Regions from separate parts of the Mus musculus genome. Here regions 1, 2 and 3 are each linked to region 4. Evidence: chromatin contacts called from public HiChIP or PLAC-seq, Micro-C and promoter capture Hi-C data. All regions are on one chromosome and are shown on one strand. The core of a region is the stretch at or near the end of the contact, and the rest is flanking DNA. Distances in the headings are between cores, read along the strand shown.

The links. Promoter capture Hi-C pulls out the DNA fragments that hold promoters and counts their contacts. Hi-C and Micro-C count contacts between places; a contact is called where the count stands out from the background. HiChIP or PLAC-seq counts read pairs in DNA pulled down with a chosen protein or histone mark.
Region 1: a Micro-C map of embryonic stem cells shows a contact between it and region 4, with 4 times the contacts expected there. The contact joins the promoter of Spop here to the promoter of Igf2bp1 in region 4. A contact is called at or near these places in 1 of 484 Hi-C or Micro-C datasets (embryonic stem cells) and 1 of 115 datasets of contacts at active chromatin or transcription factors (pancreatic cancer cells).
Region 2: a contact with region 4 is called in a promoter capture Hi-C map of liver, with 2.7 times the contacts expected there. The contact joins the promoter of Itga3 here to the promoter of Igf2bp1 in region 4. A contact is called at or near these places in 3 of 39 promoter capture datasets (hippocampal neurons, liver and pre-B cells) and 1 of 115 datasets of contacts at active chromatin or transcription factors (pancreatic cancer cells).
Region 3: a contact with region 4 is called in an H3K4me3 HiChIP or PLAC-seq map of embryonic forebrain, with 4 times the contacts expected there. The contact joins the enhancer-like site here to the promoter of Igf2bp1 in region 4. A contact is called at or near these places in 8 of 115 datasets of contacts at active chromatin or transcription factors (embryonic forebrain, embryonic hindbrain, embryonic limb bud and 5 more) and 1 of 9 other capture datasets (embryonic tail).

What each region holds. Positions count from the first base shown.
Region 1 is chr11:95,410,787-95,415,732 of GRCm38.p6, reverse strand. Spop (speckle-type BTB/POZ protein) reads right to left here and starts at 1,650. Exons shown (of 10, transcript NM_001359107.1): 1 at 1,329-1,650.
Region 2 is chr11:95,074,938-95,079,579 of GRCm38.p6, reverse strand. Itga3 (integrin alpha 3) reads left to right here and starts at 2,866. Exons shown (of 26, transcript NM_013565.3): 1 at 2,866-3,449. The coding sequence starts at 3,244.
Region 3 is chr11:96,870,329-96,875,702 of GRCm38.p6, reverse strand. Gm11523 (a long non-coding RNA gene) reads left to right here. Exons shown (of 4, transcript XR_880183.2): 2 at 1-1,850. It also overlaps the pseudogene Gm11524. Among named protein-coding and RNA genes, the nearest start is that of Gm11523, 7.6 kb to the left of the region's middle. RefSeq lists an enhancer at 1,249-3,447. Within about 2 kb of position 3,027, at least 80 of the 459 cell types and tissues checked have an H3K27ac peak or open chromatin away from gene starts, as enhancers often do. A contact at or near this core is called in embryonic forebrain, embryonic tail and forebrain, where this site is marked.
Region 4 is chr11:96,004,497-96,009,838 of GRCm38.p6, reverse strand. Igf2bp1 (insulin-like growth factor 2 mRNA binding protein 1) reads left to right here and starts at 3,895. Exons shown (of 15, transcript NM_009951.4): 1 at 3,895-4,380. The coding sequence starts at 4,206.

The DNA of each region.
Region 1 (4,946 bases), core at 401-2,900, 590 kb after region 4:
AGTCATGGCTACATAACAACTTGACTATATCAAAAACAAATAAAACATCTTTTTCCCTACATGGTAGAGCTAAGACAAAGTTTCTAAGAGGGATGGCACAGCACCAAACTAAAGAACCAACTGCAGTCTGTCAGCTAAAACTCTGGGACCTAAGTCACTGGAATATTTTTGTAAAGTTCCTCATTTTAATTTTTTGGAACTTGCCAATATGAAAGAATTAGTGCTCAAATTATTTGAAACTAATACTTCTGGACAAGTTGTTCAATTGTTTCTGATTACCCCTGTTTCCATATTGTCACAGAATGTACAACTAAACTGTACAACTAAATGTATAACTAAACTGAAACGCTATGGAAGAACTTACACACACACACACAATGAACCAAAAAGGTCCCACTAAGTAAAAGGGCTGAAATGAAGCTACTGATTGACAGCTTGATTTCTGTTTTGTTGTTACCTCAAGTCTGTGTGTGGCACTTATCCCTTCCTTAGCTACTCTGTAAAGGCAACTCAGAATTTTACTAAAGAGAAATTCCCACCTTAGTTTCTTTTTTAATGGACCTTTTAACAAATCCTTTTTAACAAGACTATCAAAATCCCCTGCCAGAATAACGAGTTGGACTTACTCCTAAACTTAGGGGAAGTTTGTAGTAAGGTTTCAGCATGACGACGGGAGTGGTGGAAAGGGAAGTAATACTAGAAGTAGAAGTAGCAGTTAAGTTTCAAAAAGAAGGGTCAGCGTGGGACACGTTGGCTCTAGGAGGCGTTGGTAGCCTGGGAGTCTCTAGGGCAACACCAGATGCAAATAGTGCTTTGTCCTTAAATCCCTCGCATAATTTAAATTCTCCCTCTCGGATCGGAGCGACAAGCTCACTATTGGGTGGCAAGTCTAGCGAAGAAGGCGGGCTCGTGGTCAAGGGGCTCTTTATCCCGCAGGTCCCTGCAAAACAGCAATGCGCATGCGTCCTGAAGCAGCGACCAGGCACCCGGAGCTCCTTCACATTCGAGCATGCGCAGTTCCCCATCTCGCCGCAGGCGACAGCTCACTATTTGGCAAGGGGGATGGGGTTGGGGATATGATGGTGAGGGAGGCAGGAGGCAGGGGGCGCGTTTGTGTTTCCAGAATGCTTGAGGTAGGAAGAACGGACGGCTGACTAGGCTCTGGCTTCCTCGGGCCAGGAAACCAACATAGGAAATGGGGCAGAGAATAGTACATTAGGAAAAGTGTGTGTTGTGGGGGAGGGTTTAGTCACTTCTCAAGGAAAAACCCCGCACCCCAACAGGCCAACCCCTTCTTCGACTCTTGACACACACATACACACACTCACCTGAGAACGGCGGCGACAGCTGCTGGTCCCTGTCCCCCTGCGCTCGCCTCATACTGCCCGCAACATCCGGGACCTGCGGGACCGCCGATACACAAATACACTCTTGGAGCGCGCACACACATACAAACACATACACACACATACACACACACACATACACACATACACACACACACACCACACACACACACACACCACACACACACACACCACACACACACACACACACACACATACACACACACACACACACACATACACACCGACACACACCGGCCTGGGCGTCCTGTCGTCAGCACGTCGACGCAGCGAGCGCGTACCCGCCGGGCCCCACCCCGCGCGGCCTCCTCCCCCCAGCTTCCCGCCCCGCCCCACCCCGCCTCGCCCCGCCCCGTCCTGCCCCGCCCCACCCCGTCCCGCTCAAGACTCTCCAGCTCCTCCTCTTTTAAGACTCCGCCTACCTTCCCTAGTGCGCAAGCGTCGCGAGGTGGTGCCAGGGCCCGGGAATTTGGGCGGAAGGCGGAGCCAGAGTGGAAAGAGGCGGGAACTCGGAGGGGGTCGCGTGCAGCGCGCAGAAGTTCGCGCTGAGGTGCGAGGCCAGAATGGAGGAAGGAAGCTGAGATCCAGGGACCGGGTGGGTGGAGCAGCAACAGGCATTTCGCAACTGAAACCTAGTTGTGCAGTTTGTGGATTACCGATGACTTAGCTCTTACTTTCTTTTTTAGGCAACTCTCAGCTAAAATACTTTTTAAAGAACTTTTAACATGTGTTTTAGTTTGTTTTATTTTTTGAAATAGGGTCTTGCTCTATAGGATTGGTTGACCTAGCACTCTCTTTGTTGACAGGCTGGCCTTAAATTCATAGAGATCCATGTCCAATAAGCCTAGCCTGCAAATGCTAACATTTATAAGGTACTTTGCTAGAGTACTGTGAGGCACACCTTTAACCCCAGAACTCGGGAGGCAGAGGCAGGAGAAGCTCTGTGAATTTAAGGCCAGCTTGGTCTACTTACTGAGTTCACAGTCAGCTAGAATTACAAGGTGATACCGCGTCTTGAAAACTAAATAAATTAGCATTTGACAACAATAACCAAAGAGCTGTTCTTTCTGGGAAAGGCAGAAGGGGTGTGTGTGTGTGTGTGTGTGTGTGTGAGAGAGAGAGAGAGAGAGAGAGAGAGAGAGAGAGAGAGAGAGAGAGACCCAATGGAGAGGAAGCTGATTCTGTGACAATTCCTTGGCTAAGCCATCCGGGTCCCCAGTCTGTCTCATGTCTTAGCTCCCATGGACCAAAAGTGATTCTGGAGTTGGGTAGAATTGTCTCAGAGCATCTTGGCCCTGGAAGAAAACAGTCATCTTTGTGTTACATTCTTCGATTACCTTAAACTTAAAAGAAAATATTTTATTACTGAATCAAGCTCTCAAAAGCAAAAGCAGACTGCCTCTTGCATACACATATCAAGCACACACCTAGCTCTGAGAGATCAACCCAGTGACCCTGTGGGTCATGAGGTAACAGGGTTGCAGCCTAATTGAGAGCTGCTTCCTGGCACCCTACTGCTTTCCAGGCCTTGGGACAGTCTCCAGGAGACTCTGCTCCTATCTCTTGCCACATGCTCCTTGGCACCCAGTGGCTGGTGAGCCTGTTCAGCAGGGAAGGCTGGCAGCCCAGGAACCAAGCCACTGGGTTTGGAAAGAACCCCGACAGTGCCGGGAGGCTTTCCACTTTCAAGTATAGAAGCAGACCCCGTAATCCCCATATGAAATATCCTAGGAATTATAAGCAAAACCTTCCAAACCCTTGGGGCCTTACACAACCTAGATTCTAGATGAAATTGCTCTTATTGGTTTTTTTTTTCTCTGCTTTATTTTGAGGGTTTGGGGTTTTGAGATGATCTCACACAGTCCAGGCTGACCCCCCCCCCCCCCCACACACACACACACACAGCTCACTACGTAACAGAGGCTGGCTTTGAGCTCCTGATCTTATGCCTCTACCTTCTGAGTACTAAGACTGAAAGGGTGTTCCACTCTGCCCAACCAAAATGGTTTATTTACGAACTGGAGAGCCCAGATTCTCTACTGATGTGGTCCGTGTGCTTGGCTCTAAAGCAGAAAGAGCTCTTGACACCTGAGGCAGATTCTTGAAACTTTTCAATTAGATTTCATTTACTGTCACTATCAACAAACCCTCCTCTCTTGAGCTGAAGCCAGAGAGGTGTTGGCTCCTTGTAAAAATTATGGCTGTCCCGTGGGTAACTCAGTAACCAGTTACAAATCACTAGCCCTTGGTGACACCGTGGCTGTTTAGTTACCTAGTCTCTTGACTTAGGATTTCACAGAGAAGCAGAGAGAGGGGGGGGGGGGGAGAGAGAGAGAGAGAGAGGCTCTTGAGAAAGGAGCATGGGGAAGAGGTGCAGAAAGAGTTGGTTATGGAGAATAGACACATCTGGACATCTGTTTCAGCTTCCTTACAATTGAGACTAATCCTTACAGTTTAGCCAGACTCTACCCAGGATATGGGAGAGGGAGAGGGCTCCTCCGGGTATGGAATATGTGCCAGCAGCTTGTCCAGACCCCAGTCTGAATCCCCAGTGATCTGGAAGGCTATAAGAGGTTCTATTGCCATCTGTAGCTCTGTGCAATGAGGCTCCCATTTTACTGCGAGGACCACACCGCCCACCTGAGATATGATCCCTCCAGCCTCTGCACAAAGGGCTTTGATTTGGTGTGGAGCTGATTAAGCGATTGTGGATGTCCTTGGAAGCACTACGTGTAAGAATTTTAAACAGCTTCTCCTTTTTAATATGCACTTCCTCTTCGGTTTTAATTATTTTGTTCCTACATTTTCCCTTTCAATTTACTAAAATCTAGAAATGTAATTAGAGCAGAGGCCAGGCTCAGAGAAGGCTGCCAGGATTTCTACAGCATGATTAAATATACCAGGCATCCCTTTAGTGTGGGACTGAAAAATAAGATTCTCATTATTATCTTTCCCTTATCCAGGAAAGAATCGGTACCACGTACTGATCTGGATTTATTGAAAATGCAGCACTAATTAAAAACTCACCCAGCCTCTTGACAAGGTTTGGGTAAAGAAAAAAAAAGTTCAGTTATTTAATTATTTCCTCCATTTAATGTTTTGTTGTTGTAACCACAACAAGCAAAGAAGCCCTCGTTGCTCCTCAAAATAAAATTTTCCTCTCCTCGTGAGGGACTTAATGAGGCTTTTATCTATGCAACAACAATCAAGCTTACAATGGCACCAATTCAATTCAGTGCTCCTTGTGATACTAGGAAACATGCAGAACTCATTTTCTTAATCCAAAACACAAACGACAAAATGTTCATTGGCTGTCATGAGCCAGGTCTGGGCAAGGGATCTGTCCCCAAAGACCCTGAGATGTCTGTTGTTTATTTATTTTGCCAGCATGGATCTTGAACAGTTCAATAAGCAAAGGCAGATTCCCGCCCCGCCCCGCCCCCCCCACCACCACCATAGGGGAGGTAGAGGCAGGCTAGCCTGAAGAGAAATATGAACTACTGTTTTAGATGTAAGCACTTTAAGGAGTTAAGTCTCTTGCCTTTATAGAGTTCTTCAGTTGGTTCAATGACAGCTTTG
Region 2 (4,642 bases), core at 1,617-4,116, 930 kb after region 4:
AACCAAGGGAGCTATCCAGAAGGGCAAACGCAATGGCTCAACTTCCATCTAGCTTCCTGTTCCTTGACCCCAGATGTCTTTGGTAGCTCTAGCCCACAAGTCAAACCATGAGAGACACTGAGTGGCCCTGGAAGTCATAGCTCAGACTAATAGTGTTCCAAGGGCAGCCAGGGACAAGCGTCTGCTCTCAAATGCCACAGAGAAAACTGTTATCGCAGCTGCTCTTGTTTAGGTATGTCTGACTGTCTGAACAACATCTGCCTGGAGTTTGTCTCTTAAAGACACAGCTGTGGTCAGTGGGTACAGTCCCTGCTGTGCCTTACTCCCTTCCCATGAGCTGTGTGACTTTGGACATCCAGGTATACTCCTGAAGTGCTGCTCCCTCACGAGGCAAACAAGGTCGGCAGTCCTGACTTTCAGAGGGCACCCAGAAAGATGACGCGAGTCTGGACATTAAATGATTTGTAAGATGTGACGACGCCAAGCTTCAGAGGCCTGCACGTTAACCCCCACTTTCCCCATGGAGAAGACAGGAAACTGCTCAGCCTAGGCCCGTAGCTGGGGGATGGGAGCAAGGTGGGAGTCTGGGCAGATCCTAAAGCCACGCTCCTAACTTTACCTGGTTAAGGATGCTCGCTCCTCAGTAGCCAATATTCTGAGGCTGGCCTGAGCTACATGGCAGAAGTCATACCAGGCTGGCAAGATGCCTCAGCATATAAAGTGCTTGCTGTACAAGGCTGATGACCTGAGTTTGACCTCAGAAAGCATGTAAAAGTGGAAGAATCACCTAGCCCATGAGGTTGTCCTGACTTCCATATGCAGACTGAAGCATGTTCTATAGGCTGAGGGAGTGGTCTTTGCTGCCTATGGCTTACATCTCTGGGGGTTTTGGTATGTTTGTTGTTTTCCCCCCTCTGCCCAGAACACTACAATCTACTTTATCTCTTGGGACCGGTTCCATTCCTAAAGCAGACAAGCTTCTTATCGGGAGCTAAACAGCCGGGTAGTAAATATGCATTGGTTTGTACGCAAAGACAGAGGAACAAGGCTAGAAAGGTCATCAGATCTTCTGGTATTTGCAAAGCTAAAGGAAGATAGATTGTTTAGCAGTTACCATTTTAACCAGTTAGGCGGGGCATCTAGAATTTGCCAGGCCAAAAGGGAAGTAGAAAGTAATGGAAGAGGACACTCCCATAGGAGAGGCTCCGGTCACACCAAGTCTCAACAAAATCTGATTTGTCCTAAGGGTTAATCATTAGCATAATGGTTAAGAAGGGTTCTGGGGTTAGATACCGCACTATTAGAATCTTAGCTTTGTGGCTTTAGCCGAATAGCGTAACTTCCTTGAGCCTTGGTGTTCTCATCTTAAAAGCAGAGCTAATTCCCTGATGACTGGTGTAAGGATTTCATAATCGTAGACCCGCGCCTTCCGGTGGCTCACCTCTGCTTTCTCATCTTTCTATTTAACTCCAGGCTCATCTGGGCTGCTCCTGCATCAATGTGGCCACATGGGGCTGCAAAGATCTCAAACTTACTTTATGCAGGGAAAGCTGCTTGCTCCCCCTGGTCCCTCCAGGGCTGTGTCTGATGAAGAGACAGCTCTGCTCCCATATGTAAATAGAGAGACAGGTACAGACCTGGGTTTACATAGTGGTGGCAACGACAAACTGTCAGTAATTGTCATGAGCAAAAGGACATCCTGGTCTCTAAGGGCTGCACCTTTGAGTGTAAGAGATAAGATCAGCTGTGAGGAAATGATTGTACCTTCTAAGGTCACAATGTCTAGATAGGGAATCAGACACAGAATGAGCTGGTTCCTCAAACACCGGAGCAGAATCCCATTGGATGGGCTCATTTTCTGCTTTCCCTTTTCCTTAGACTGGTGGTTGTGTAGATGTGTGTGTATACACATATATACTTGTATACATGTATATTGCCTTGAAAAAGTAGTATTTGTAAAGCAGTTAGCATAGTGCCTGCTGCATGTGCTGTTCTTATTTAATTATAAAAACATGTAGAAAACGATGCTCAGGGAAAATGAGTCTTGTTCTGCATTAGGGGAAATCTGAGTTAGACCAAAACAACATTCCATACACTCTTGGAGTTCCCTAATTCTTCCTCGGATAGTGAGATCTTTGAGTCAAGCCCACCTGTCTCCACCCAGCATCACACCTGTGGGGGCTGAGGTCCCATTCACTGCTTCGAGACAAAGGCTGCCCTTTGCTAATTATTATTTCTGATGGGTTGTCATCACCACCACTAAATATCTGTCTGGCTTTGCGGAGGAGCCGCTTCCAGCAGGGAACAGGATGAGAGGAGGCGGGTGGGCAGGAGAAATACTCCTTCATACATAACATTGAGTGTACTTAGCACGAAGAAGTTAAGTCCGGAGACCCGCAGTCACCTCTTAGGGACTCACATCACTGCGGAGGTCCGCATTCCAGGCAGCCGAACACAGTCGACCGTTCTCCGAAGAGCCAACGCCTGGTTTGTCCAGCGGGGATCGCGGTGCTGGCGGTGCCTTGAACGGCCTTTCCAGTAGCAGCCGCCGCAAGCGCCAAGCAAATCCACCTCTGGCCCCGCCCGTCCAATCCGTCTTGTACCGAAGGCGACGCTCCTAGGAAGAAGCTCTCCGCTGGAAGGGGAAATCCGGGCTTTAAGGGTTCCCGACAGGTGTCTGAGAGAGAGGGCGGAGTCGCGATAGGAGAGATGGAGAGGGAGGGGCGGCGCTGCCCCTTTAAGAGGCGGCGGCCGAGCGGGGACCTTTTCTCTTTCCCCGGAAGGAAAGCGGAGCCCGGACTGGGCGCGCAAGGTGGGGAGGTGCGGGGCTGGGCGGTGGGGAGGCGGGGCGCGCTGGGGAGGATCCCTCCCTCCTGCCCTCCTGGTGATCGAGGGCTTGCCGTTCTAAATCCTCCACCTAGCCGAGGTCCAAAGAGCTAACACCTCCAAGGGGGCGCGGCCGGGACCATCTAGGGTGTGGGGTGCTCGGAGCTCGGAACGGTGACCCGTCCACCGAACCAACGTGAGAGTAGATCCACGGATCTGGAAAACGGATTGGAAAAGCACCCGGAGCAGACGTGAAAGTGACCCGGACTAGGGTAAAAAATTGCCTGACTACCGGTGCAGCGGCTCTGCGGGCTCGGGTGTCCTCTGGTGGCGCCTGGAGCAGGTGAACCGTTCATCACTCCCGGTGCTGAGCCCTCTAGCGATTTCGCCCGGCCCCTTACGGCCCGGCCCGCAGCCATGGGCCCCGGCCCCTGCCGCGTGCCCCGCGCCCCTGGCTGGCTGCTCCGCGCTCTGGCCTTGATGGTGGCGGCTTGCGGCCGGGTCGCCTTCGCCTTCAACCTGGACACCCGATTCCTGGTGGTGAAGGAGGCGGTGAACCCCGGTAGCCTCTTCGGCTACTCGGTCGCCCTCCATCGGCAGACTGAGCGACAACAGCGCTACCTGTAAGTCAGCCTGGCGGCGGTGAGGTGGGGTGCAGAGAGAGGGGTATGTGCGCGGATACCTGACCTAAGCTAAACTGGAGCCCTGGGCCCGCTGACTTCCAGGCCTGCTGCTGCTGGCCTTTCCTTGTGAGCCAGGATTAAGAGGGCGGGTAAGACGGCAGTTCTCCGATTGTGGGGCTTGGCGGCAAGTGGAGGAAGGGGGTGGGGGGAGGGGGGCAGTAATCATGGCAAGTGCTGACCTGGCCAGAACCTGTCTAGACGCGACCGCTCCACATTTCAGACATCTTCGGAAGTAGGGTCTTTGTTGCCCAGCACCCTGAGAATCCAGTACCTAACATTAGCTTCTTTCCCGGGCTAGGAGAACTCTGTATATTAAACACCTATTACATCGCTCTTCCCCTCCTCCTTGAAGAGAACCGAGAATATATGCGTTCAAATCCCTATTAGCCCTCTCATTTAGCCTGTGGCCAGAGCAGCCACGCCCTCTGCAGAACCAGGCTGGACCACACTTCTCAAGGGCTTGGCATTGCAGAGTGAGGTGATGAAGAGGCTGGGCATTCGGAGCTGTCCAGAGACTTCCTCTTGCCCCTAGAGGAACGGACAGTAGAAGACAGAGGAGGCGCTGTCTTCTACTCTGAGGCCAGAGCCCACCCGGAAGCAGTGGGGGTACTCCCACCAGACATCTCCCTGCATTCCACAGATTCATGTTGAATCAGCAGCCCTGAGTGTGTTTGTTTTGGTTTGAAGAGGGGAATGGTGTTTTCTCTTTTCTTCTGCTCTTTGCAACAGCTGCAAGAAGCGGGAAGAGCCCAGCAGAGTGGAGGAGGGGAGGAGATTGCATCCAGCCACCTGCCCCTCCCTGAGCACACTCATGCCCAACGGGTCATGTCCAGGTGTCTGAGGTTTCTCTGCATAGGTTCTGTGTGCTTAGGTTGGCTAGCTGAGGGAAGAGGGTGACCAGAGGTGGTGAAACTGCCCAGGAGGGACAGTGATGATCCATCATATAAGCCCCTCCTACCTTTTTGAGCTGGGTGGTCTGCCAGGCATTTACTCCTGCCCGGCCTCTGACAGTTCCTAAATCAGAAGACACAGTCAAGGTAAAAAGTGTTGAAACCTCTCCCTGCTCTGACTGGGGCCTGTAGAAACTTGAGGAAGTTTGGAATGTTCAAAGTCCAACTCAACGTCAGTCTTTG
Region 3 (5,374 bases), core at 1,778-4,277, 870 kb before region 4:
GCGCTCACTTCTCTGTTTAGGAATGACTGGCTCTAGTGTGGAAATCGGTCTGCATCGCCACTCCCCTAGCTATCTTAGGTACAACTGGGTCTCCAGGGCCCAGCTTCCAACACTGTCCCTGAAGGTTCCACTTTCTGGGTTTTGCAGAGGCAGGTTCCCTAAGGTCCCTGGGGCGCAGTAAGACAGGCTGTCATAGTTTACCTTTAGGCCAGAGGTTCTCATCCTGTAGGTCCCGACACTTTTGGGGGTCTAACAAGCCATTCACTGGGGTCCAATATTAGGTATTCTGCATATCAAATATTTACATTACAATTCATAGCAGTAGCAAAAGTACAGTTATGAAGTAGCAGCAAAAATAATTTTATGGCTGAGAGATCATCACAACATTGCAGCTTTAGGAAGAAGGTTAAGAACTGCTCCTCTAGACAGGCAGACAGGCAGACAGGCAGGCCTCTGTCATTTTGCTTTTGAAGGTGTTGGAAATGGGGGTGAGGGGTGGGGGCAAAACACATGGTTTCTGGGTCATTTAGAGAACCAGGTCTGGCTGTGCCCTTGTGGTATTTCACACTAAGGAGAAGGTCAGCACGGTGGCTTGGTATTTAAGCTGAGAACTTTGGAGGTCCAGACAAGTTCAAGGCCAACCTGAACTATAAAGTCAAACACTGCCCTCCCAGTACCCCACACCCTCCCCCCAAAAAAACCAACAGTCTAAGAGGAGGAAGGAGAAGTCCACTCAAAGCTTACAGACTTGGCCCATGGTTCTTAAGACCATTTACCCATAATCCCCCACACTATGACGTTAGTACTCCCAGGCTGAGCTTGCCTTCTTTACCAGTGGTCTCTGATATACCCCCAGCTGGTTCTTTTGCACGTACTGCCCCCCCCAAACCATTCCAAGCTTGATAGGGATAAGGACCAACAATGTTTAGGGATTTGAGGTGCCTAGAAGTCTTTCTATTGGGAAGGACGGTCCTCTCCTTGAGACTCTGAGGTTTAGCTGCAAGACCTCAGACATAACTCTTCTTTTCAAACATTCCTGGTTTCAGGAGACATGGGGTAAAAAAGTTTCAGGAGACATGGATGGGTGGGGGGTAAAAAAAAAAAAAACAGAAGCCATGGGCAAGACAGCCCCAAGGGGCCTGAGAGCGAGAGAGAGAGAGAGAGAGAGAGAGAGAGAGAGAGAGAGAGAACTGAGAATGTAAAAACCAGCAAGGAGGAGAGATTCCAAGAGCAGACCTCACATCTCTTCCTAAATCGCAAACCAGGAAGCCCAAGGTGGTTGAAGGAGGAAAAATAGTTTTGCTTAAAGAGAAAGGTCACTTGGGGTGATTTAAAGCAGAAACGTGTATGTTCTAGTGGATTATTGATGCAGGAAAACATTGGTGCTTTTAAAGCTCCCACTGTGTGCTCAAAGCCAGCCTCCTCCCAATGCTTGCCTGCTCCCCAGAGTCTGCTAAAAATCCTCATATTAGACCCCAAGGGTCCTTCGAGATCTAGAATGGTCCTTCATGTTATAGATGAGAAGCAGAGACCCAGAGAGAGATTCTAGCTGGCCTCAGACCCCACAGCTAGCAAACAGTATAAGGTCTGCCTGGCTGTTACTGCTCTGACGGACAGGGACAGCCGCTGGACCAGGCCCTCTTTCTTCCCGTGGAGGCCGCTGGCTCACTCGCCCGCCAGCCCGCCCCGGAAAGTCCTGGTTTCCAAGAGGCACACTCAGAATCTCAAACATCTCAGACCTTTCTAAGCTCCTAGTCACCCCTGTCCCCTGAAGGCCTGTCACCTGAAGACATCTCCACCAGAGTGACAGCTCTAGCCCTAGATGGCCTGGGGCCTCTCCCCAGGGGTTGGTGAGTGGGAAGGGGGCCTTTTTGTGGGGCCTTCTTCAGTCGATTGTCTGCAGCTCTGTCTTTGTCTGTCTGTCAGTCAGAAGGGAACCACTGAGGGGGAGAGGTCAGGCCGGTCACTGGACAAGCAGAAAGAGGCCTGTCCCCATCAGAGAAGGGTTGGGGAGAGGGCTCCCTCCTCCTCCTCACCACCAACCCCCACCGGCTTTCTCAGCTCCTTTGCTGGCTCCCTTAGGGAATTACAGCCCCTGCTTATTTCAGAACCAGGGCAGCAACTGCCCACAAAAAGCTCTTGTCTTCCAGTGCTGCAAAACCTTGGTTCCTTTTTGGAAAGCTTCTCCCCGACCTGGCCTGTCTGCAGGAAGCAGATGTGAAGGGGTCTACCTCAAAACTAACAAGCAGGGGCATTTCCACAAAGCCCTTCCTCCCCTGTGACTCCACTCCAGTACCTGCTTCTGTCTCTGCACCCCAGGCTCTCAACACACACACACACACACACACACACACACACACACACACACACACACGCACTACAATCACACCGAGTGTCATCCCGGGAGAGTCCACTTCCAAGCCACACCAGTTTCTACTGTATACTGACGCATCTCCCCAGATTGCGCTGTTTCTAGTCTCCCCCAGTTCCTCCTGCACAGGAATCCACCCATCTCCCCAGATTCGACTGTTTTCAGGCTTCTCTCTCACACTCTCTCTCTCTCCACCTCCCACCCCCTGTACACGAACTGTCTCCCCAGATTCTGCGGTTTCCAGGTTCCCCTATATTTTTCCTGGTACACAAATTGGCCTCTTCGGATTCGGCAGTTTCCAGAACCCCCTTGCTCTCTCACCCCGCAGTTCTATCTCCCCAGATTCAGCTGTTTTCAGGCTGCCCTTATTTGCCCTGTACACGGGGACCCCTCTCAAGTTCTACCGTTTCAAGGGCCCCCCCATTTCCCTTGTACACGGATCAGTCTCCAGTGTCTGTCCATCCCAACTGCCGCAGGGCTTCAGTGGGTTTAAGGAGAGTGGAAGGAGGAGAGTCAGGAAGAGGAGGAGAAAACACTGCCATCCGGGAGAGCCCTGATTCACTTCTCTTGTGACCCAGAGCTCCTAAGCAGCTTGCACACAGACACAGGCGGTCTCTGGGCTCTGGGCCTCCGCTCCTACAAATAGATCCCTTAAGACCATTTGCCCGGAGACTTCCTCCTCCCTGCGGCTGCTGCAGGGGCTGCCTGTCCCAGTACTCAGCGCAAACCCCCGCTCTCTCCCTGCTAATCTTTTCTTCTCGGCCCCTTTGTCTCTCCCAGCCACTGCTCCTGAGCCTCCCCCTCAGTTTATTTACACAGAGCTTAAGGGAGACTCCAGACGCCCCCACCCCCAGCCAAGAGGGATCTGGAGTTAAAGATCCACACTTGATTTATTTCCCCTTTGTCTTAGTTTGCAGGATGAGGTGGATCACCTACAGGCTCTGGAAACTAGGATGCCCAGGCTAGCCTTTCAGCGCGGCTCTCCAGCCCAGCAAACAATTGTTCGCTCTTCATCTCATAAGCAGGGGTCCTGAATCCTGATCCTCCCAGGCAGGGTGAGAGTGGTGGTCTGCAAGGATTTTTAGGATTTTTTTTTTTAAGATTTATTTATTTGTTTGTTATTTATATAGTACACTGCAGCTGTCTTCAGACACATACCAGAAGAGGGCATCAGATCCCATTACAGATGGTTGTGAGCCACCATGTGGTTGCTGGGATTTGAACTCAAGACCTCTGGAAGAGCAGTCAGTGCTCTTAACCGCTAAGCCATCTCACCAGCCCAGTTTTTAGGATTCTTATATTCTCCGATTGATTATTAACGAATTAATTGTTAGGATCTCAGTCTGCAGCTGAAGTTTGTGTTCTCAGGTTTGCAAGTCAGGTTGGCCTTGGATTTACAGCAACCCTCCTGCCTTGATTAGAGGTGTGAACCACCGCACATATGCACCTTTGGGCTGATTTCAATACTGCCACCCCACCACCACCCTGAACGCGCCTGATCTCGTCAATACTGCCCCACCAAAATTTCTGCTCAGCTGGTTTCCCACTGTCTTCTTCTGCTCACACCTCCTAACGTTATCCTAATCCCAACCATTTTGACACCCAGAATAGGCAGGTCTTGCTGGCCCTAGGAACAGTCTGAGTGCACCAGGGAACAATAGGAAGGGTGGGCCCAGTGGGGTCAGGGTAGTGGCCTAGTTAAAGGCACACCTTCTTCACGAGGAAGCCCACGCCTGGATTCCTGCCCCATTGTTTCTGGTCCCAGGAGCAGGGAACAGACTCAGTTTTCCTACCTGTCAAGCTTGGATGAGGACATCTGTCTATCTCACGGAGATGGGAGGTGGGAGTGGTAAAGAAAGTTACACGGTAAAGGAGATAGAATCCATCCGTGGAGCATGACAAATACAAACTGTAAATCATGCTGTTGTAAATAGGTCTTATTAGGACTTTGTGGGATTTTTTCCCCCTCTTTATGTATATATTTTCCTTTGTTTGAGAAAATGGCAGGAAAAAAGCACTTGGTCATTATTTTGTCACTGTTATCACCATCATCATCATCACCACCATCATCATCATCTCTATTACCATCGATCATTACCATTATCCTAATCATCATAATTATCACCACCATCATCACCATCACCACCATCATCATTACCACCATCATCACCATCACCACCATCACCATCATCATCATCATCGTTTGCTTTTTTGAGGCAAGGTCACACAAAGCCTGGGTTTGTCTAAAACTCTATTTGTAGTTGAAGATGACATTGAACTTTAAAAAGCAAAACAACAAAACAGACTTCGTTTTTCTTGTATAAAAACCCTTATGTGGTAGCCTCAGCTGGAGCTTGGGTCCTCTGAACAGAGACTCTGGTGTGGGTTTTCACAAGATGATCAGTGAATTCTTGATAAGGAGGCGTGGTGGTCAGAGTCTCTTTCCAGAGGTTGGGAGTCAGGTAGCTGTAGTCTTGGAAATGGCATCAAAAGGTGGCCTTGGCAAAGTTGCTGCCCCCCGGCTGAAGTGCAGCAGTCAACAATACTGTCAACACCATCAGGAGCTTCTTGGGCACAGAGGCAGAAACAGTGCCTGCCTCTGGGGCAGGGATGAGGCGCACCAGCACAGAGCCACAGCAGCCTGTCACCTTGCATGGAACAGTGTGGGGCTTGCCAGTCTCCACACAGGGGCGATGGAAAGCTTGGCCAAGGTGATGGCCCCTTGAATGGCAGTGGCAACCTCCTTGGAGCACTTAACACGAAGACCAACGTGACCACTGTCGTCCCCAGCAGTGACGAAAGCCTTGAACCTGCTCGCTGTCCACCCGAGTCTGTGTCTGCACTGGCATGGTTTTCAGAACCTCATCCTTTAGGGACGCACCCAGGAAAAAGTTAATGATCTCAAACTCCTTAATGGGCAGGGAGAACAGGTAGATCTCCAAGGACTTGATCTTTATGCCCTTTACCAGGTGGCCCAGCTTGGTGACAGGGATCCACTAATTC
Region 4 (5,342 bases), core at 2,646-5,145:
ACAGAAGTCTATCTTTAAAATGGAATCCACTTTCTGTGTAAGAGGAGAGCTGACCAAACACTTATTTAGGAAAGAAATGGAAGAGGAGACTAGAAGCAAGTAATATTAACAGTGAATATTACAGTGACTATAATAAATGTAATTAAGAGAAATTTTTCCTTCAGATTTTTTTTTTTTTTTTTTTTTTTTTTTTGAGACAGGGTTTCTCGGTGCAGTCCTGGCTGTCCTGGAGCTCACTCTGTAGACCAGGCTGGCCTTGAATTTAGAAATCCACCTGCCTCTGCCTCCCGAGTGCTGGGATTACAGGCAAGCGCCACCACTGCCCGGCCTCAGATGTCTTTTTACACATTCAGTTTTATTTTTACTTTTTTGTCCTCCATCTATCTATCTATCTATCTATCTATCTATCTATCTATCTATCTATCTATCTATCTATCTATCTATCTATCTTTGGATTTTAAACTCATACCCATTTACTGTGAAGATTTATCTTTCCTTAAAAAGAACAGTAGGGAACCCCCATGACTATCTTTAATATCAAAACCAAAGCAAAACATTTATAAATGCTTTGAAATGTCTTCTGTCTTCTCCTACACTGACCTAGGAATGTGAGTTGTAACAAGAAATAAGCCTTCTGGCAGGCTCATTTAGTGGTGGGCACATTCATAGCAGAATAAAGCATCAGGTTATACCATGTAGTTCCCCCAGCTCCAGTCTACAGAGTCATGTCACTGAGGCAAAACTCATGTGGAGGTTTCAAAACTGCACCTCACCCCAGCAGCCTCTATCTACTCTTGTGTCCTTAACAAACGTTTGCAGTTCCTGACTATCAACACAGAAGCCCTGTATTGGGGGAGGGGGGGAGGGAGGGGGAGGGTGGAGAGAGGATTAGAATTTAGTGAAACAGCTAACTCTAAAAAGAATCAGTGTGAATAGAAATAATTGGCACTTTGTTAATGAAATAATTTTAAAAGATTTAAAAAATAGACTGTGTAAGTATTCTGTTCTGAAATCTGTTTCCCTTACATTGCCATTTAAAAAAAAACTGATTACTTCCAGCTAACTTTAAATTATTTCTCAAATGGAAAGGGAGTCAACTTAAAAGTGAATTGAATTACATTGCTATTTGTAAGTTTTGCTTTTTTTTTTTGAGCTTTAGGATGGTAAAGGATGCACTATGTTTTGCAGTTTACAAGTCTGGGTAGGAGGTTTTTTTTTTTTTTTTTTGAGGGTTAAGCTGCTTTTGTTTTAGCAATAAAGAGAATACTGGTTAGGTTACCCAGGGGGATTATCTGATGTTTTTATCAACCCCTAAAGATTTAAAGTAAACGAAGCAAACAGCACCTAAAGTTTTTGGGAGCTGGGATGTTCTGCCAAGGTAGTTTCTTCCTTGCCCCCCAACATAAAAGATTTGGAGACAGTTACTATTTATGAAGACCCAAAGACTGTAACAGACAGCTTCTAAGACCATCTTTTAGCCCTAACAAAAATCCACACATCACTAAGAAAAGTCCCTCCCTACCGGACTTTTAATTTTCTTGAATTCCTTTTCTCTTAAGTTTGTTTTGCATTCAAAAATATTTTCTGTGAGTGTCTACTATGCGGCAGGCACTGTTTCCAGCTCATTGGCTTAGTTTGTTAAGAACTTCGCTGTGATCAAGAGCTGACAAAACACCAAGTTAGTGGGGGCTGGGGGAATGTCGGGGAGGGCGTGTGGGGACAGAGACACAGACATTTCACATCTTCCTGGACAGAAAACATTTTTTTTTTCCTATTAAGCAACTAATAGCTTGTAATACTTAGATTCCTGTTGCTTCATGGGAAGAAAAATGTCACAAAAACAAAAAACCCGACAAACACGTGGCTGGCTAGAACAAAACGCTGATTCGAGAGTGGGTTCTGAAGGTGGTGGAGGGAGACTCAAAAGCCGAGTTGGAAGCCCTCCCCCGCCCCATTTCTTCCCGGCTCTCCGGGAAAACGAGGAGGGGGACAAAGGTGCTGGGTGTTGTGTTTTAACTCCCGACTTTCCGAATGGTAGGGAATCATCCGGCAGATGGGCGGTGAGCCGAAGTCGGAACTGGCTTATAGACTCTGCAAACGAAAAAAATAACAATAAAAAAATCCAAGCCATTTATATCGGTGCAGTCAACACGTGTTACGGAGGCGGCCCGGGCCGCAGGCGACTGAGACAATGGGATCGGGACGGGGGAAGGGGAGAGTGACCCCCTTCCTCACCTGCCCTCTCAAACGCGTGCCCCGACAACCCTCCTCCCACTTGCAGACTCGAGCGGCTCAAGGACCATCCCTTTTTCTAGGGGTGTTGTCGCCGGCCCCTTCTCCGCGGTGGCCAGGCAGGGGGCTTCTCCAGGGTCTCCGTGCCTCGCTCTCCACCTCCCTCTGGCGTCGATCCAGCCTCAGCCGCTGGAACCTCGGGTGTCCCCCGCGTAGAGCCGGGGATCCCGGTACTGAGTGTGCAACGCGTCCCGCGCTCCGCTGCGCGTCCGGGACTCCCAGCGCGCGGCCCCCTCCCCCACCTCACAGACGGGGTGCGACCGCCCACGTGTCGCCCCTCGCCCAGTCCGGTCTTTCCCTCGGGCTCCCGGAGCCTGAGGATCCGGAACGCGTCGGTCCTAGCGGAGGGAAGGGACCTGGGCGGATCCACTTCCCCCTCCCCACGGGGAGGGGGGAGGGCCGCAGCCCCCTCCCCCGCTGCTCGCTTCCTCAAGCGCGGAGCGGAAATTACCCCCTCCCCGCCCCGGGCTGACCTGGGGACGTGGGCGGGGCCTCTGCACCCCCTCCCCCGGCGGCCTTCCAAAATCCAGCACCCCAAAACTAAGTTCTGAGACCCACAGCCTGCGCATGGACCATCGCTCAGTGCATCGCGGGTAGAGCGGACGCAGGCGGGCGACGCCACCTGTCCGCTCCTTGCGTGGGGAGGGCGAGGGGGACCTCGGAGCTCAACCCGGTCCCTCCCTTCTGAAGCCAACCCCTCCGGTTCGGGGTCGATCGGTGGTGCGACCACCCCTCGTCGTTTTTCCCCCACCCAGTTGATCTTCGAGGATGCTCTCGAGCCGGGTCGTGCAGGCTTTCCCCCAAGGATGCTGGAGTGTTGTCATCCAGCAGCTGGACTGGGTGCAAGCCAGCTTTTCTCCAGTGGGGATCCCGAAACATGATTTCCTGCGGGTCCCTCGTTTTCAGGCGCTGTCTCTCGTGTCCCGTGTCCGCAGCTTCCCGATCCCGCGCTCTCAGGGTCCCCTGAATCAGGACCCGGGAGGCCAGCGAAGTCTAGCGGTGTAGCGGGAAAGACAGTGACCCCCTACTTAGAAACGTAGAGGAAAGGCGTCTTTCCTTTTAAATAACCGGTTCCTGCGACCCCCTCCTGAAGACCCCAGAGTCCTCAGCTTCTCTTTGTCTGTCTCGGCAGTCCCCCGCCTGTCAGTCGCTAGCAGTTTGCCGGGGTGGGGTGGGCAGCCCAGTCTCCACAAAACGAATAAAAAAATTACCGTACATTTTATTCCTAAGAACTGGGGGGATTTGGGTCGCCACCGCCCTCCCCCCGCCACCCCCCCCCCCCGTGCAGGTCGCTGTGGGGGCGGGGCGCCGCTTTAGGGGCCAGGTTCTTGCAAAGGGGGAGGGGGATAGGAGAGCTGGGGGGGGAACTCTGCTTCCACTTTCCTGGTTTACCCGTGGGGTGCGCTGAGTGCCGCCCCCAAGATTGGAGACTGTTGGGTTGGTCCGGGTTGGAGGGCCAAGGGGCCCGGTGGCGTCGGGGGTCTTTCCCTGCAGGGTGGGTGGGGGCTGTCACCACGTGGCTTCGCCTTTTTTTTTTTTCCTGCTCCATTTTTTTTTTTTTTTCAAGTCGATTTTATTTAGAGGCGGCGCCAGGGCGGCCGCGGAGAAACGTGACACACCAGCCCGCTCGCAGGGGTTTCGGACCGAAGGGAAGGAGCCGCGCCGCGTCGTCGTCAGCCTCCCCTGCACTCGGCGGGCACTTCTCCCGGGCTCACCCAAACTCTCCCGTGACCCCCGCGTGCCCTCAGGCCGCCCACCCGCCCGGAGCTCCGGACAACTTCAGGGGTGGGGTGCGTAGAAAGTTTGCGGCTCCCGCCGCCCGTCTCCACGCCTCTCGGCCTAGGAGGCTCTCCGCCCGCGCCCGCCCGGCTCGGCCTTGCCTGGAACCGTGTCCTTGCCCCGCCACCGCCACCATGAACAAGCTTTACATCGGCAACCTCAACGAGAGTGTGACCCCCGCAGACTTGGAGAAAGTATTCGCGGAGCACAAGATCTCCTACAGCGGCCAGTTCTTGGTCAAATCCGGCTACGCCTTCGTGGATTGCCCCGACGAGCACTGGGCGATGAAGGCCATCGAAACTTTCTCGGGTAAGAGCGCGGCCACCTCCCCGGAAAACACACACACACACACACACACACACACACACACGAAATCCCGGAACAACGGGGACCTGCAGCTCCTCTTTTCCTTGCCGGCCAACTCTTCCCGGGTCCGGGAGGGCTCGGCCTCCGTCTTCGGTCCCCAGCCTCGCCCGGCCTCCCTCGACGCCTTCTCCCGGCGCGGAGATATTCGGGATTTCCTCACCCCTTCCCCCAGCCCGAGGCGCTCGTGGCGGCTCCCTACACCCCTCCCCACCGACGGGGCGGGAGCCCCGGTTGGCAACTGGTGGGGGTGGGGGTGGGGGTGTCTCACGAACACTGGGGTTCGGGTATAGGCGTGGTTTCCCCGATTCCCCCCCGCCCCTAGTCAGCCCCCCATGCGCTAGAGCACCCCCAAAGCCCCTGCCCTCCGTCCCGGGCCTTTCCAGGATGGGGGTTCGCGCACCTCAGCTCTTCCCGCTTTAACTAGGGACTAAGCCCTGAGGCAGGACGTGGGAGGAAGGGGCTCCCGCCTCCCGCCCAAGGCCTGGGGCTTGAGCCATTTTGATTTGAAAGTGGGGCGTGAGCCGGGTGGCGCGGCGGCGGTGGCGGTGGCGGCGGCGGGTCGCCATGCTGCTTCCCGAGACGCCGAGGCTGGGCCGAGAGGCGCGCGGCTACCGCGAGGGACCCTCCGCCCCGGGCCGCGCCGCCCCGGGGGCCCTCCGCTAGCCCTGTGGCCCCGACCCGGCCTGGTCGCCTAAGCCCTTCACCGTGGCTCTGCTGGAAAATAAAGTTTTAATTCTCTACTCCCGCCCCACTTCGCGAAACGATCCTGCTTTCGCCTGTCTCCTTCCTTCTACTTCTGGAGCCGCCGAAGCAAGCGCGCTCACACAAACGCTCACACCTTTCCCAAATCTGAGCAGGCTGCTCAATCAGCCCACGTGATTAATGGAAATAAAACGAAAAAAATT